Linked DNA regions of Sus scrofa: region 1 is linked to region 2. Evidence: chromatin contacts called from public Hi-C data. All regions are on one chromosome and are shown on one strand. The core of a region is the stretch at or near the end of the contact, and the rest is flanking DNA. Distances in the headings are between cores, read along the strand shown. Region 1 has its middle 69 kb from the start of DYNC1I1. Region 2 overlaps ASB4 (ankyrin repeat and SOCS box protein 4).

Region 1 (5,936 bases), core at 2,740-5,239, 170 kb before region 2:
GCCAATGTTTGTAACCAGGGGAGTCTGCATTACCCCTCTACTTCAGACTTTTTCCCTGTGTACCTAAATTTTAAAATAGTTTTGTTTGCAATATCTCTATCATTATTAGCAAAACTTTCATATCTAAAAACTCTAGTGGGAAATTCATTCTCACTGCCCTTCCTCCATGCCCTACTAAATTTCTCTGTCAGAAGAAAATAATGAAAAACACAAGAAAAATTCTCAATTTGTCCTGCAGGTGCCACCCTCATCATAGAACATCTGTTTCCAGCTTTGCAGCACAGCTCTTAGGGCTGCAATAGACTCAGACATTCTAGAAGGATTCAAGAAGCTGCATTCAATTTATGCAGTTCAGTGCCAGTATCCATAACCTGTTTTTTATTGTTTTGAATGTAACTCCTAGATTCTAGTTAGGACCTTTTACATTTTCAATTCATTTAATTTTTGAACAGGTAATATATTTATAATGGCTCCAAAAAGAATATAGTGGAAAAAATTTCTCTCATTATGTCCACACCAAAAGTTACCAGTTACTAGTTGAGTATGTTTTATTTACATAAAAGAAAAAATGTTTAAAAATCACCTTCTCTTATTTTGTATGGTAGAACACCATAACATTTTTTTTCTTGATCTTGATTATTCCATTAACACTATCTTGGAAATCTTTCATATCAGTACATAAATTTTTTTTTTCTTTTCTAGCTTCAGAGTATTCTAATTGTATGGATACACCTAAGTTTATGCACTCAGGTCTTTAGTGATGAATATGTAGGTTGATTTTGTGCCAATAAAAATAATGCTAAAATAAGTAGCTTTGCATATAGTTCATTTTGCAGGTGTGCGAATATATCTGAAAGTGTTTGAGGATTCATGCATTTGCAATGTTTATTGACATTTCCAAATTGCTCTCCACAGGGCTTGTACCAGCTTATACGCCTGCCAGCCATGTATGAAATTGTTTATTTCCCTACAGCTTGGCCAACACAGTATGTTTTGGATTTTTGCCAATCAATCTGAATGGGAAAAAAAATGGTATCTCAGTTTTATTTTTTATTTCTTTTATTATAAGTGCATTTCAGCTTCTTTTGATTTAAGAGCCATTTAAGTGAGTTAGAATCCTTTCAACAGCAAGTGATAGAAAACCCAACTCCATAGCCTCATCAAGAAGATGTTTATTTTCTCATGACTGACAAGTTTGGAGGTAGATGCAGAATTTACTGTCGGCCTTAATCCAAAGATTTAAATATCACCAAGGCCTGTGATTTCTCTCTCTCACTCTCTCTCTGTCTTACTCGTTCATTTGCTTGCTTTCCCTCCCCCTCTCCAACTCCAGTTTCCTCCAGTCTTGACCCTCTTCTCAGACAGACTCTGATTGCCCAATGCTCACAGACCTGCACTAGACAGGGGATGCAGTGCTCTGACTGGCCAGGCCTGAGTCATGTGATAGAGCTCAAATCTGCCCAAACTAAATGGATTGAGTGAGAGGTGGGATTCTGCCTGTCCAGCAAAAGCTCAAAGTGGTATCATGTGAAGAAGGATAGATAAGCACTGGCTGGTGAACAGTGGAGATCTGCGCTGTAATTCATCTCCTTAGCAGCTCAACATCTACATACCCTTCTATTCACATACATCTTAAAAAGCACTCATGCCATAGTTGTGACGAAGCCGTAGTTATATATTGTGAAACTGTACTCACTCCCTTCTCAAAGGTTGACCACACTGACTGGTGTGGTTATTGCTCCAAGTTCAAGATTTCTGAGTAACGTGCAGTCTTATTGGTCATGTCTCCAGGCCCAGCAACCTATGGTTCCGGGGTAACCATAACGCACACATGAAAGGACAGAAAAAGAACAGGGCAAGCACAGCAAAACGTCCCTTTAGTAAGGAGGCGAACAGGAAACGGCATAAAGTAGTCTCGGTGCAGTCTGCCCAGGGCAGGAAGAGCAAGGAGTCCCTGACCTGGAGGAAATGTGAGCTCCCTAGCCAACCTGGCTGCTCTGGTCAGTTCTCTGGAATCATCATCTTTGTCCCATATTTTCATATCCCCTCTGAGTTGGAGACTATGGAAAGAAGGCTCCTTCTGTGGGTTTCATTTCATAAGCAACTCTCTTCCTGTAGGAATGGATTTCAGGTGTTTAGGATTGCCATAGGATATAATCACAGGCTATTCTTTGACAGATTTTGAGTTTTTCTAGCAAGAAAAAGTCTCTTAAAACTCTGTGAGGGAGTTCTCTTGTAGCACAGCAGGTTAAGGATCTGGCATCGTCACTGCAGCACCTCGGGCTACTGCTGTGGCACAGGTTTGATCCCTGGCCTGGAAACTTCCACATAGTATGGAAAAGAAACCAAACCAACTCAACCAGTCAACCAAACAAACACTGTGAGGCATTAACCTGCAACACCATTAACCTGCAATACAGATAGCATATTTCTTATTTTACAAGAGTAGATACTATGGCTCAAATGTTACGTGTCTTTACCTACAGCCATACAACTGAGGAGGAACAAAAAGTGAGTGACAAAGCCACTATCTGTAACCAGCTCTAAGGCCTATGCTTATGTGAGAAATTATGTTCATAGAAACTAGCAACTCCAATGGGAAAAATCACCACTCCTCTCCTATGCCCTGCTAAACTCTGATGCTCCTTCCCACTCATTCCCCCTCTCCCAGAAAGCGCGCGCACGCACACGCGCGCGCACGCACACACACGCACGCGCGCGCGCGCGCGCGCACACACACACACACACACACACAGTGGATATATTCTCTTTTTCCAGTAGGTGGCGCTGCTAACCACAGGATATTTCTTTCCAGCCCTGCAACCTGATCTTTCAAGGCTAGAAAGGATCAGAAATTCTAGAAGATGGAGTTCAGGCTACAGACAATTCAGCCTAAGGATTCCTATTTGTGAGTTTAGATTTCTAAAGCTCCAACACATAAGTTAGGGTTATTTTCTTCTGAAATTTTATTTACTTCATTTTTGAATAGGTTATATACACTTATAGGTTTCAATAATTAAAATGTACCCCAAAAAATCTTATTTGAAAAAAATCTTCCTCTAAATCTGTCTTTAATCCACCAATTTCCTCTAAAGAGCCTTTATGATGGTATTCTTTGTCTATTCTTCCAGAGATTTTAATCCATATGCAACTAATTATGAACATAGATTCCTTTCCCCATCCCCTTTTAATGCCAGTTATTCACATTCTTCTGTTCCTTTTTTCTTTTTCTTCTAAATAATTATACAGATAGCTTGCCATTACCAGTTCCTAAAGAAATTTTTTCCTTTTAAGAGATTTAAAGTCCTCCACCATGTGAATGAAACTGATTCTCCAGTGACAGGCATTTAGTTTGATTTCTATTGTTTGCACTTCCAAACAATGCTGTGTGAATAACCCTGTCCATGCCTCATTTTGCATGTGAGGATATGTATCTGCGGGACAAATTACACATGAGAGCAATTACTGGGTGACACATGTATTTGCAGTTTAATGAATACGCCTTTTACTTTCTTTAGAGATTATTAAACTCACATGCTCACTAGTAAAATAAAGTATTTCCTCATAGTTTGGCCAACATAGTGTGTGATCGATTTTATTTTTCATCAATATAATGGATGGAAAATGCAATATAATAGATGGAAAAACTTATTTTAAATTCATACTTTTATGAATGACATTGAACAACTTTTAATAGGCAGCATTAGAAATGATTAGGGTTCTTTCAATTACAAGCAAAATAAAAGCAAAAACCCTTTAATCTGCCTTTACAAAAAGAGATTTATTGTCTTTACAACTGAAAAGTCAGGGATAAATCTAGAGCCTCCAGTATGCTGAGATACAAGGGTACAAACGATGCCCTCAATTGCTTTCTCTTTCCCTCTCTCTATCTTCCTTTCTCCAGTCTGTCTTCCTTTGCTGGCCAGGGAGGCTCCAGGACTGTAGCCTCATAGCCTCATCTGTGGGTAGGCTGCATTTATTTAGCATCTAACCTCTTGTTGATGTAGGTTCAGAGGCCCGGGGTTGCCTAAGGGGTTGAGCAACCACAGGCCATTTGGGGAGCAGCATTAATATTTCTTAGGTGACACAGTTCACTTAAAATATTAGTAAGGAACAGTATGACAAGATTGGTATCATCCACATTTTATGAGTGAAGAAACCATGGCTTTAAAAAGTTGTTAAGTGCCTTTGCCTAAAGCTACACAGACAGTACATGCTAAGGACAGTATTTGTATACAGGTGTATCTGACAATAAGTATACAAGGATTAGCAAAATGCTTTTGTTCAGGAACTGCAATGGAAAATCAATTACCAGCACAACCCATGCTCAACCACTGACTCTCAGAATGAAAAAAAGAAAAACAAATGAAACATTCTGGATGTGTCCTGTAGGTGCCACCATTACCAGGGCTATCTCTTTTCTGCCATTAGCACCGATTTCTTTAAAGCTGAAATTCTAGAAGATGGAAGAAAACCTTCTCTTTCAGTTTATGCGACTGACATTTTGCGTTGGCATCTCACATATAATTTAGAATTCTGGAACTCTGTTAAGCTGTTGTTGTATCTTTCTAAAAAAAATCTGCATTTGAAAATATTTGTGAAGAGTCTATGTAGTTCCAAAAAATTTAAATACAGTAAAATAAAAGGTATACAATAAAAAAATCTTCCTCCCAATATATCCTGCCCTAAATCCTGTTTTATACTGCCCCTTCCCCATAGATAACTATTCCTCTTGTTATTTTTTCTATCTTTCCTGAGACATTCATACATGTTCAAGCAAATATGAAAAGATCTTTCCTTTCTCCCCATTTATACAGATATATTACACAAATATGTGCACTTAAAATTTTTCTCTTAACATATGTTGAAGATATATATTCATATTAACCCCCAAAGAAATCCTTCATTCTTTTTTTACAGCTTGATATATTCCACTGTATGGCTGTACCATATTTTTTATTTATCCAGATCCTATTGCTGGATATTTACATTGATGTTTTCCTATTACACTGATGCTACAATGAATAAATATTCCTTCATTTTATATGTACAAGTATACCTGTAGAATAAATTACAGAAGTGCAAGCTAAAAAGTAAATGCATTTGTAATTTTTATAAACATTCCCAAATTAGCTACCACATGGACCATATCACTATAACACTCACCAACGAAGTAGGACAATTCCTATTCTCCATAAATTGGTCATTTAAAGTGAGTTACCAAGATATCAGACCTTTGCAAATCTGATAGGTAAAAAATGATATGTCTTTGTGGTTGTATTTCCCATATTTTAAGTGGGATTAAGGATCTTTTTATTTACTGAAGACCCAGTGCATTTAATCAAGATTTTTTTCACTTGTGAGGTTTAGAAATCATAGTCACTGAAGTAAAAGAAATTTGTTATTCATATAAACGAACATGGATATTCTTAGATTCCAAGATCTCTCTCGCTCTCTGCCCTAACTTCTCTCCATCTTAAACAGGCTTCTTTCATGTGGTGACCCCTGGTAGTTTCAGACTTATAACCTTACAGCTTCAAGTTTAGCTCCAAGTTCTTTTCTCTAGAAAGTTCTTCTTTGTTTGAGGTGGTCTTTGTTAGACTGTGCTCAGTTCCACTGGAGTGAGTTTGCGAGTGCTGAGGTTGTTTTAGGGCTTGGACATCACTATCCTATAATAGCTGTAAGCTTTAAAAAGCAACACAAGGGAGTTCCCTTTGTGGTGCATTAAAAATGCACCCGACTAGTATCCATGAGGATGAGGGTTTGATCCCTGGCCTTGTTCAGTGGGTCAGGGATCCGGCATTGCTGTGAGCTGTGGTGTAGGCTGCAGACGTGACTCGGATCACATGTTGCTGTGATGGTGGTGTAGGCTGGCAGCTGTATCTCCAATTTGATCCCTAGCCTGGGAATTTCCATATGCCATAGGTGCAGCCCTA
Region 2 (6,139 bases), core at 3,493-5,992:
CTTTTTATTTCTTATTTTATTTTACTTAGTTACTTAAAAAATTCTATTGGAGTACAGCTGACTTACAATGTTGTATTAATTTCAGGTGTTAAGTGTTAATTTTTTTAGAATGAGTGAGATCTTAGGTACATTATCATTTGATTTCTTTATCTAAGGTGAACTGCATTTTGGCTTCCAAATTAGTTACTATCGTCAACCTAATGCAAAACCCACTCTCTTCCATGTGCCTATAAAACCCTTTACTCCTCTACCTTATCTACCATAGCATATTAAAGTTATCTCTATATGTGTTTGTCTCTTCCACCAGATTCTAAGCTACTTGAGGGTAGATACTATGTCTTAGTCATGTCAGTATTGTTAATGATATTATTTACCTTATAGGACTGTTAAAGAATTAAATGAATTAAATTAATAAATGTAAAATGCTTGTAATGGTGTGTTTAATAAATATAATTAATTATATAATAAATACAATTATTAGTTCCTAATCAATGATAGTGCTCATTACACTAGAAAACTGAGTGGCCCTTTCATATCTACAAACTAATTCCAAAGCAGGCTCAATCATCTTTAGAGCAGACATTCTGCGTAAGAGATGGCAAGCCTGTGTGACATCATTCACCTCTCCTGTGGACTTAAAGTGGCCTTCTAATCTCTCTCACTCAGTCCCTCAGGAAGCCACTACCAGTTCACTAGTGTTCACACAAGGCATGGAAAAATATCTGCCTCTCTTGCTCTTTTTCTTGGCTCTCAGCCTCAGATTTCAAACAAATTTGGACTAGTATGAGATAGCTGTGGTTATGTGTATAAATGGAAGGTCAGGTTGAGGATCAGAGGCAGTTAGCCCAAAGACTCAAGACTCAAACAAGCTTGAGTTACTTGGACAGTTCAGACTGAGCTACCATTTGAGTCTCCATTATCCTGCTAACTACCCAATTCTTCACTTGGCACCCAAGGGCACAGCCTCACCTTATGGAATTGTGGAGGGTATATCCGAGCAGCCCCATGGTTCAGCAGCAGCTGGTAGCAGATCTCAGGCTGGGCAGCAGGTCGCACAGAGGTGACCTTTAGAACATACTGGATAGCAGCACAGCCATTGATATCCACGAGGTTGGCTTCGGCGCCAGCTTCCAGCATCATATGCATGAGCACGTGGTCACAGTTCCAGGCTGCCTTGTGGAGTGGAGATTTAAAGTCATCGTCCCGGGCATTGACCTCGGCCTTGTAGTCCAGCAGCATACGGCAGATGAGGTGATGTTCCCTGCTGTACTCCTGCTCTTTAAAGCGGAGGGCCCAGTAGGTGGCGATAGCCAGGGGGGTCTCCATGTGGGCATTCACACTGTCCACTATAGCCCCGTGCTCCACGTAGAAGGCCACCAGCTCTGCAAGGCCAAAGTGGGCAGCTGTGTGCAAGGGTGTCTCCTCATCCTGGTTGTTGGTCTTCATGTTCACATTCGCCCCTAGAAGGGAAGATTGAGGAAGACAATTATTTAAACATTTTTTTGTCATCATTCTTAAGGTTCATTAAACAGACCTTTCCTTGATGCTTCCCTTTCAACTTTGCCCACTCTACCCTACTCATTTTTCAAAGTTCCACTTCCGGGCCCATGGAAGCCACTGCTTTGAAACATCAATGCCATCCACTGGACAGCCAGCAAATGCATTGGGACCCTGGGAGAGTGGGTTGGAGAACATGGATTTCACTAGAAGGCTAGAGTGTCAGGTGAATTACAGTTTGTACCTCCAAGGTGGACTTGGAAATACAAAGTGATTCCAATAACCAAACAGCTTTTATCAACACAATAGCAAATACAATTAAAAATAAAGGTTATATCACAATCTTTGAGGCTCATACACCTGGCCTTAAAAGTGATCAATCTTGATGAGAGTTCTTCAAAATCATGTTTTTCTTTTCTTTAAAAGCAGCTAAACCGACACGTTTGGTCCAAGGGAACGTTAGTGGTATAGAAACTGTTCAGCCATCAGACTGAAAACTGATAATATTAAGCTGGCTAAATCCATGAGGCTACCTTGGAACACAACTGGGGCAAAACCAAAAAACACAAAACACATTGACCACCAAACTAGATTAAAGGTCATATTTCGAAATGCAAGGGGTAGAAACCAGTAAAACATAAATACCCATTGAAGGAAAGACAATGATTAAAGACTGTATGTAACATGTTTGATTTATGATTGATAATAGCTGTTTAGAAATATAAATTAAGGGCTTGGAAATCTCCCTAGAAATTATTTAATCCAGCCCCTTTATCTCACAAACCAGGATACTGAAGTGAATTTTATTTTCCTGATAGAGAAGTTAAGTACCAGAGTGGTCAATGTGAGAAGATGAAATCTTCCTTCTCAGCCTAATTTAATTGGGGTGAGCCACACGACCCTATGAGGCCAACTCTATAATCAACTCTACTGAAAATTTATACAGCTACTTCAAGAATAAATCTGGAAAGAACTCTGATGATGATGATGGTGATGCAACAACTATTTATTACGCACTTAACATGCACAACATTCTGAGCTAAAGGCTTTTCATGTATTGCCTTATGGAATCTTCCCAGCAACCCTTTGCAGTAGGCACAATTGTCTTAATTTTACAGATGAAGAAATTTATACCTAGAGTAATAACTACATCAAGCCCGGAAGCAGCAGAACAGAGGTTGGAAAGCACAGAACTTGGCTTTGAAATATCTCACCATGGTGCTATTCTACCTCATTATTTTTTCTAAATTTTTTTTTCCTGAACATCACTTTTTTTGATATTTTAACACTTAGAAGTAATAGAGAAATCATGTGACATTTTGTTATTTAAAAAAAAACCTGTTCTCCATTGCTCCTTTATGCTCTTTTTTATGGCACCCTCTGATCATATAGAACACATTTAAGGCAATACTCCTAAAAGCTTGCTTGGTGTCCTATATGAAATCCACCCCCTAATAAGGTTTCTGAGAGCACACTGCTCTGTAAACTCTGAGACTGTTCTCTACTCCTAAATTTCAGAAAGCAGAATTATAACCAAAGATTGTCCCTCAGGATGATCTACCATCTGTGTTCATCACTATTCTGCCCCGAAGAAGTTCTGGGTCAGATCTCCTTTCAGGTAGGCCCTTCTTTGCTCTCAAGTGAAATGGAATGAATAAGAATGTCTTCCCAGAAGCCAAAATCAGGGTCACTTCAGACACTGGAGAATTTCCAGTAAGAAAGGGAATCGAAGGATCAGGATAAAAATTTTATAGGCCAACTTGGAACAAACTACATCCTTTATTTTTTAATGTACTTGGACATTTACAACTGATCCTTGACCTCTTGCTACAACTAGATATACTGCATAGTTTCCTTTTCTGAATAGAAGATCCTTATTTTTAATACTTGAATTGTGACTTTAGTGTAACTTTTCCAGGGACTATATAAAGTAGGATAATTTGACTACCTTTTTATTTTATATTTTGTAATTTATTCAGGAAATTAGAGATCATAAGCATAAATTCTTGAGAACTTAAAAAAATAGATTTTTCATATGAAAATACGATGTCTCAGTTTCTTAGAGCTGCCATAACAAAGTATGATGAACTAGGTGACTAAACACAGAAATTTATTCACAGTTCTAGAAACTGGAAGTGAAATGAAGCTGTTGACAAGAGTGGCTCCATCTGAGGGTGTTAAGGGAGAATCTGTCTCAAGCCTGTCTCCTAGCTCCTGGCAATGGCCAGCAATCTTTGGTGGTCCTTGGCTTGCAGATGTGTAACTCCAAGGACTACCTCTATCTTGATGCAGTGTTCTCTCTGTGCCTCTGTGTCTTCTCGTGGCTAATTTTTTTTTTTTTTTTTTTTTGGTCTTTTTAGGGCTACACCCACACATATGAAAGTTCCCAGGCTAGGGGTCAAATGGGAGCTGCAGCTCTCAGCCACTGCAATGCAGGATCCAAGCCACATCTATGACCTATACTACAGGTCACAGCAATGCCAGATTCTTAATCCACTGAGCAAGGCCAGGGATTGGACCCACGTCCTCATGGATGATAGTCGGGTTCATTACTGATGAGCCACAACAGGAACTCCATGGCTATCTCCTTATAAGGACACCAGTCATACTGCAATAGGGGACCATCCTGCTCTATTCATCTTAACTAATTACGTCTGCAATAACCCTATATACAAACAAGGTATTGGGGGTTAGGACTTCAACATATCCTCTTTTGGGGGGAAGGGAGGGGATACAATTCAACCCATAATATAGAACATGCATTACCTAATGTATAAAAATACATATGAGCGGTTTAAAAAAAGATTGTAAAGACATCTCCATGTATTCACATCGTAGGTCAGGAACTCAAACCCTCCCAGATGCAGAAAAGTCCTCCACTTTCCTATGTATCCTTCTCCCTCACAACTCCTCCATCCTGCCTGAAGTAACCATTATCCCGACTATTATGATTATCACATCCTTGAGTTTCTTTATAATTTTGCCACCTTTATATATACCTCTAAACAAGATAGGTTTGTTTCATTTGTTTTTGTACTTTATATAAATGGAATAACCAACACATATTCTTTCATGACTTGCTTCTTTCAGTCAACACTATGTCTGTGAAAGTAATCGATGTTGCCATGTTAAGCTCTTGTTTGTTCATTTTACTGTGTTCTGTCTTACAGCATAAGTAATCCTACTAGTGATGGACATTTCCAGTCTCAGGCTGATCCAAACACTGCTACCATGAATATTCTTGTACCTTCTTGTACCCAGTGATCATGGGCAGGTCTGCTGGGTTCTATATCTGTGAGTGGAATTACTGGGTCATTGGCTGTATTTAGCTTTTTCTTCATTAGAAGGTGTCAAACTGGTGGTGTACCAGTTTATAATTCCTTAAGCCATGTGCCAGAGTTCTCATCAACATTTGGTATTTTCATTCTATTTAATTTTAGCCAATCTGGTGGGTGCATATTGAGACCTCATTCTGTTTGAATGTTTGTGTCTCTAATTAACAATTAGATTAGAATACTTTAATATTTTATTAAACAAACATTGCCTTTTGTTGACTGTTGTAAAGCATTTCCACATTGTTATACTATCCTTATAAATATCATTTTAAAATAACTACATACTATTCCATAGCGTGAGTTGACTCTAGTGGTAGATGTGAGGATTTTATTCCTAAATTTTGATCTTATAACTAATGCTACAATTGATAAACTTGTATGTAAATTTTAGAATTATTTCCTTAGCATAAATTCTCCCAAAATAGAGTCATTAAGCTGAAATAGCTAAGCTATTTTAAGAGTCTTTATGAATAACTGAGGAAAGTTCTTACTGATGCATGTGTGCTATTTCAAATACTCACCAGTATGTAGTTACCTATTTCTAAATTTTTTTTGCTATTTTGAAAGTAAAAAATGGTCTCTTTTTTATATGAATTAATTTATTAGAATTTTTTTTTTTTTTTTTTTTTTTTTTTTTTTTTTTATTAAATTTTATTTTCCCACTGTACAGCAAGGGGGTCAGGTTATCCTTACATGTATACATTACAATTACAGTTTTTCCCCCACCATTTCTTCTGTTGCAACATGAGTATCTAGACATAGCTCTCAATGCTATTCAGCGGGATCTCCTTGTAAATCTATTCTACCTTGTGACTGATAAGCCCAAGCTCCCGATCCCTCCCACTCCCTCCCCCTCCCATCAGGCAACCACAAGTCTCTTCTCCAAGTCCATGATTGATTTTCTTTTCTGAGGAGATGTTCATTTGTGCTGGATATTAGATTCCAGTTATAAGTGATGTCATATGGTATTTGTCTTTGTCTTTCTGGCTCATTTCACTCAGTATGAGATTCTCTAGTTCCATCCATGTTGCTGCAAATGGCATGATGTCATCCTTTTTTATGGCTGAGTAGTATTCCATCGTGTATATATACCACATCTTCCGAATCCAATCCTCTGTCGATGGACATTTGGATTGTTTCCATGTCCTGGCTATTGTGAATAGTGCTGCAATGAACATGCGGGTGCATGTGTCTCTTTTAAGTAGAGCTTTGTCCGGATAGATGCCCAAGAGTGGGATTGCAGGGTCATATGGAAGTTCTATGTATAGATTTCTAAGGTATCTCCAAACTGTTCTCCATAGTGGCTG

What was found. Hi-C and Micro-C count contacts between places; a contact is called where the count stands out from the background.
Region 1: a contact with region 2 is called in a Hi-C map of omental adipose tissue, with 4 times the contacts expected there. The contact joins two enhancer-like sites. A contact is called at or near these places in 1 of 5 promoter capture datasets (liver), 23 of 47 Hi-C or Micro-C datasets (adipose tissue, alveolar macrophages, brain and 12 more) and 1 of 2 datasets of contacts at active chromatin or transcription factors (skeletal muscle).

The regions. Positions count from the first base shown.
Region 1 is chr9:75,343,189-75,349,124 of Sscrofa11.1, reverse strand. No RefSeq gene overlaps it. Among named protein-coding and RNA genes, the nearest start is that of DYNC1I1, 69 kb to the left of the region's middle. Within about 2 kb of position 3,989, at least 7 of the 83 cell types and tissues checked have an H3K27ac peak or open chromatin away from gene starts, as enhancers often do. A contact at or near this core is called in omental adipose tissue, where this site is marked.
Region 2 is chr9:75,176,469-75,182,607 of Sscrofa11.1, reverse strand. It overlaps ASB4 (ankyrin repeat and SOCS box protein 4), which reads right to left. Exons shown (of 6, transcript XM_021102414.1): 3 at 970-1,460. Among named protein-coding and RNA genes, the nearest start is that of ASB4, 69 kb to the right of the region's middle. Within about 2 kb of position 4,742, at least 1 of the 83 cell types and tissues checked has an H3K27ac peak or open chromatin away from gene starts, as enhancers often do. A contact at or near this core is called in omental adipose tissue, where this site is marked.